2 separate regions of the Mus musculus genome follow, and region 1 is linked to region 2. The links are chromatin contacts, called in public promoter capture Hi-C maps. All regions are on one chromosome and are shown on one strand. The core of a region is the stretch at or near the end of the contact, and the rest is flanking DNA. Distances in the headings are between cores, read along the strand shown.

Region 1 (2,911 bases), core at 274-2,773, 4.0 Mb after region 2:
AGTCTTCCTGATAAAGAGAATCTTTAAACCATACTCGAAGGAAAAAAGAAAGCAAGCAAAATTGCCAAGCTATCCATTCTCGCTGGGATCAAGTGGCCTAGTTGGGTCTTTTGGGGAGGAAGTGTGAGGAGTGTTGGAAAGGACGTGAGGAAACCAGAGATCTGGGAACAAGTGGCCCTTTACTGGGGTGGGTTGTGTTGGAGAGCTCTGAAGGGTGCTGCTAGCCTGCAGGGCTGCCAGGGCTGCGCAGGGGGCGGGGAGCCGGACGATCGGCCCGCTGAAGCCCCGGAATTCCCACGGCGGGGCTCCAGTGGACACTGTCGCCGGCCTCTCGGCGACCTCCTCGGTGGCGCCGTGGGCCCTCAGCCAGTCCGCGCAGGGCGGAAGCGCGTCCCAACGGCTGAGTAAGAGAGGCGCGGGCACGCCAGCTTGTTTACCCCACTCGGCGGCGCGCCCCTGCGGGCGCCCCGTTCACAGGAGGCGTCCGAGCCGCGGAAGCGGGGAGTCCGGCGGCGGCGATTGGTCGGCGACACGGGGAGGAGGCTGGCGGGTGGGAGGGCTGCGTGGCGCGCGCCGCAATGGCAGCCCGCCGCCGCTAGATGCCGCTGCCTCCCAACAGGAGCTGGGCCGCGGGTTCGCGGCCGACAGATGGCGCCTGCGCGTTCCATTCGCCTCCAAGTCGCCGAAGAGCGAACACCCCAAACAATCCCGAAGCGCCACCAAAAAAAAAAAAAAAAAAAAAAAAAAAAAGAAAGAAAAAAAAAAAAAAGAAAAGAAAAAAAAAAGAAAGGAAAAAAAATACAGAAAAAAGGGAAAAAAACAAAACAAAACAAAAAAAGCACCCCGCCGGATCCGACCGCCACTTTCAAACCCCCCCACGGCTCTAGACCCGCGGGAGCTTCCGTCCCTCAGTAGAACTCAAGGGTGGAAAGAAGAGGAAGGGGGAAAAATCTTGTACCAGCCCAGGGGTGAAGAAGCCCCCGGCCTGAGAAAGAAGGAAGGAGTGGGGGAGGCCAACAGTCTCCTTGCTGCCTCTGTAGACGCTGAGGGGGGAGGTAAGTTATAAAATGGCGGAGGCGAAGCTTCTAGAAGTTTGGAGGGGCACCCGGAGGGCGCGCGGCCCACCGTGAGGTGTGTGTGCTTGCGATCGGGCGAAGAGAGCGTGCGGCCGGCCGGGAGGGAGCCGAGAAGGCCGGGCGCTCCGGGGCCGGGCCGCGGCCTCGTAGGGGGCCCCGCGCGGGGCAGCGAGCGAGCGAGTGGCCGTGTCCGGGCGGGGAGCGAGCCAGCGTCGCCCCGGCCCCGCGTCACCCCCTGCCTGTCCTCTCCGTCCCCAAGTCGCTACCCCAACACTTCCAAGGAACTTGCAGTCGCCCCCTGCGTCCCCTCCCCGCCTCCTTCCTCCCGGAGCCGCTTTTTTAGCGCAAGACGCTCCCTTCTCACTCCCCTCGCTGGAAGGTTGTCCCTTCGCCTCCCTCGCCCAAGTCTCCCCCGGGGACCTCGGCGGAGGGGGCTCCCCCCCCCACGGGTGGCCCAAAATGGAGAACGCGCAGCGGCGCAAGATGGAGGCTCGGCGCCTCCGCGTAGCCTGCTCGCTCGCTTCCTCTCCTCCCGGGGCCTCTTAAGCAGCCCGTGGAGGGGGACGAGAGCCCCCCAGACTGGAGGTGGGGTGGGGGTGCCATCCCTGGCCGGGATTCGGGGGGGGGACGGGTGGAGAAGAAAGGGGCAAACCCGGGGAGGCCACGGCCCGGTGGCGTGTGGTGGCGGGGAGGGGGGGTGGTGGTGGTGGCGGTGGGAGAGCGCGCCGTGGTGGTGCGGGGAAGGAAGCGAGCAAGATGGTGGTGCTGGGAACCCGGGGGGAGGGGAGGCCGAGCAGGCTCGTTTGTGTCTATTTGGGCCTCGGACCGAGGGAGGCGAGGGAAAATCTACTCTGCTCACACCCCTCCCTCGTCCCCCCTCCCCTCTCCCTTCCCCTCCTTGCCTCCCTCCCTCCCCTCCCCTCCCCTCCCCTCCCCTCCCCTCCCTCCCCTCCCTCTCTCCCTCCCTCCCTCCCTCTCTTCCTCCCTTCCTAGAGAGGGAACAACATTCATGTGACGGGCCCCTCGGCTTCTCTCCCCCGCCCCATCATCTCCAGCGCGTGGTGGGGGAACTGCTTGGGCAAAGCGGTTGGCATCGATCTCTCCATCCTTCCCGAGGCCCCGACTTCGGTCAGTTTTCTTAGGGCACCAATTTTCGAAATCGTTTGGGGTCCGGCGGCGTCGGTCCCCAGCGCGTAGAGCTTGCCCCGAAGGGGGCCCTGCCTGCCTGGCATGGGCGGAGGGGGGGGAAGGGCGGGAGTGGAAGGCTGTTTGTTGGGGGGTTTTGGCGCCACTTTTGTTTTAGTTTTAGTGCTGCTTTTTCGTTCCCACCCCCACCCGCACTGTCTTTCTCAAGGCACGAACTGAGCTGATCCTTGCCCCAGGTAGGCAGCCTCTGTTTTCCCTCCACACTTTTATTCTTGCTTGAGGGCGACTTTCTCTTTTCTTCTCTCACGTATCCGGAGATCTGCGGACTACAATTTTAGGAGAAAAAGGGTCGGCTGGGCCATGGGAGAGAGAAGGTGTGGGAAACAGCATCAAGTAGTTCCGCAAAACTTTGAGCCCCGTTCCCATTTTCTTCTGGCCTAGAATTGTAAACGTATTGTTGATTTCGGCCTTTTTTTCCCTTTCCCTCCCGCCGCGACAATGTCTTGTTTTGCCTTTAGTTTTGATTTTTTTTATTATTTTTTTGATAAACCGCTGTACTTTCGGCATTTAGTTTCTTCTCCTTGGTGTTATATGTCATTTTATTTTTAATCCTCAACGGTAATGGGTTCTCGTGTGATTTTTTTTTTTCGGGCTTTGGTGCTCGACTTGAATTTTTAATATTGCATTAG
Region 2 (2,700 bases), core at 41-2,540:
GACAAAAGGATGGACCATCTAGAGACTGCCATATCCAGGGATCCATCCCATAATCAGCCTCCAAACGATGACACCATTGCATACACTAGCAAGAGTTTGCTGAAAGGACCCTCATATAGCTGTCCCTTGTGAGACTATGCCGGGGCCTAGCAAACACGGAAGTGGATGCTCACAGTCAGCTATTGGATGGATCACAGGGCCCCCAATGGAGGAGCTAGAGAAAGTATCCAAGGAGCTAAAGAGATCTGCAACCCTGTAGGTGCAACAACATTATGAACTAACCAGTACCCTGGAGCTCTTGACTCTAGCTGCATATGTATCAAAAGATGGCCTAGTCGCCGTCACTAGAAAGAGAGGCCCATTGGACATGCAAACTTTATATGCCCCAGTACAGGGGAACGCCAGGGCCAAAAAGTGGGACTGGGTGGGTAGGGGAGTGGGGGGGTGTGTGTGGGACTTTTGGGCTAGCATTGGAAATGTAATTGAGGAAAATACATAATAAAAAATATTTTAAAAAATAATGATAAACAATACAAATATTATTGCCTTTCAAGGTAGGGCTCATTTGACACTATTTGGTTTGTTATTCCTTCTCTGTAGTTCTATACTTTTAAAATACTTTTATTCGTGTGTATGTACCTGCCGAGCCCTCTGAAATGAGAGAAACTTGTCTTATCTGCTTTTCTATCCCACAGGGCCTGGAGTATATTTGCTGCAGATCAAATGTGATCTCTATGTTAATAGATATGCAGTTAACAAGATATTGCATGCACCATTTAACATTCGATTAACAAGAGTTATCAGAACACAGGTTTCTTCTTAAAAGTAGACAGTGTAATGTGGTTTTCTTGTTATCCTACAATTTGAATTAGTATGAGTTAAATTTTAGTATGCAGATTGTATTCAAGGTGGCTTGTTATCCAAGCAACAGGCTAACAGGGCAGACTTCAAACATGCAAAAGAACTGGAATTTATACAACCTCTGAACATTTTTAAGCCCTCGGGACTTAAGGGAGTTTGAACAAACAAGACTAGCCTCCCTGCCACTCCTAACAGTGTCATCGGATCTTTGTCTGTCTCACGGAGCCGAGCTCTTAAGAGAATCACAGAACACTTAGAAAAATGCTTCGCAGTCACGGAAAGAGCCGAAGGCGGGCTTCGCGCTCTTCCGGACAACCCCGGGCTGCTCTCGGAAGAGGAAGGCGAGGAAGCCACGCCTCCCACGCTGCGCCCTCTGTCGGCGGAGCCCGGCGCCCGAGCCGCGTCCGTGGAAGCCGCTTTGACGTCGGCGGAAACTGGAGCGACATTTAAAGCGGCAGCAGCGGCGCTGCGGAGTCCGGCTGCTTGGGGTAGGACTCTGACCCTGCCTCGGCCCCGAGGAGGAGAAAGCGGCCGCCGCGGAGCAGGTGAGGAGTGGGCTGGGCACCGGGCCCGGGAGACGGAGCCCGCCTACGCCTTCCATGCCCTGGCCGCGCCTACGCTTGCGGCCGCCTCGCTTGAACCAGGAAGCAGCGGAGCCCGAGGCCTTGGCTCCTCTGCTCTTTCTTTGTGTGGGTCCCGGAGCTCTACCAAGAGAACCGGTAAGGCGCGGCGTGGTCCCCTTCTCTGTCCAGTGCCAGAGGCACCCGGTACCCTTGCATAAGCCTTAGGGCGTGGGGGACGCCGCCAAGTACCCACTTGGCTTTCTCCCTCTCCATTCGTCCGCTTTGGGGGGCGGGGAAGGGGGCTCTTTTCCCACCTCCCTACTAGTTTGATTGAGCTTTACTATGGGGCCCATCCTCCTCTTTAGATCCTTCTTTGGACACAACAATGCTTCCGGCTTCGCATGGCCCGCTACCCCCAACAGAGTACCCTTAGGAGCTAGGCCTACTTTCTTCAACACCCCTCAACCCCCCTGCCTTCGTTCTGCTGTTTGCATCGCCATCCCTGTTTGTGTTTTCACGTGAATTGACGTTTAAAAGCTCAGTTGCACCAAAGTTCAAAGGAAGAAGAGGGAGATGGTGGAAGAGGGAGAGATGGACAACAGCTGCAGGGAGCCCTGTAGTGTTGGTTTGTTTCCCCCCCTCTGGCCCGTGGCATTTTTCTCTTCCCTACTGTCACCAGCCTTCTAAACCAGCCAACAACCAAAGATGTGTTACACAATGCTATGAGATGCCTTTTCCGTAGGCAGGTCGCAAATCTCTGGGGAGGAAAGGTTTGAGACCCACTTGGGGTGATCCTGGGCTAACCCTGACCAGCTGGATACCTAATCAAAATGAAACCAGGTCCCAGTATCACCTAGACACCTACATTTGAATCATTCCCATGTTGGAAAAAAAAAACCCTTATTTTCCAATTATAAAAATCATGTGGCCATATACAGAAATCTCTCCACTTGAAAGTGGTTTCTGTTGAAACCTTCATGTTTTGGATTGTTGGCAGATTGTCTAAAGGTCACACTTTGTGATGAATGCCTTTGTGATTGCCTGTAATTCCTTGGTGCTGTTAAAATGGAGTAGCTAACATGGTTTTAATTTTTGGCTTTTAGACTTTTAAAGTTATGATGTTTTAAATACAGAGATACTCATGCCTCCCTTGTGTGTTTATATGTGAGCATGTGTGTGTGTGTGTGTGTGTGTGTGTGTGTGTGTTTGTGTGTGTGTGTGTAAGTACCAGGTGACAGTGACATTCTTTAGTAACTTATTAATAAAATAATTCTCT

The links. Promoter capture Hi-C pulls out the DNA fragments that hold promoters and counts their contacts.
Region 1: a promoter capture Hi-C map of pre-B cells shows a contact between it and region 2. The contact joins the promoter of Stag2 here to the promoter of Zbtb33 in region 2. A contact is called at or near these places in 2 of 39 promoter capture datasets (cranial neural crest and pre-B cells).

The regions. Positions count from the first base shown.
Region 1 is chrX:42,148,631-42,151,541 of GRCm38.p6, forward strand. It overlaps Stag2 (stromal antigen 2), which reads left to right and starts at 1,524. Exons shown (of 34, transcript NM_001290713.2): 1 at 1,524-1,661.
Region 2 is chrX:38,188,503-38,191,202 of GRCm38.p6, forward strand. Zbtb33 (zinc finger and BTB domain containing 33) reads left to right here and starts at 1,291. Exons shown (of 2, transcript NM_020256.2): 1 at 1,291-1,580.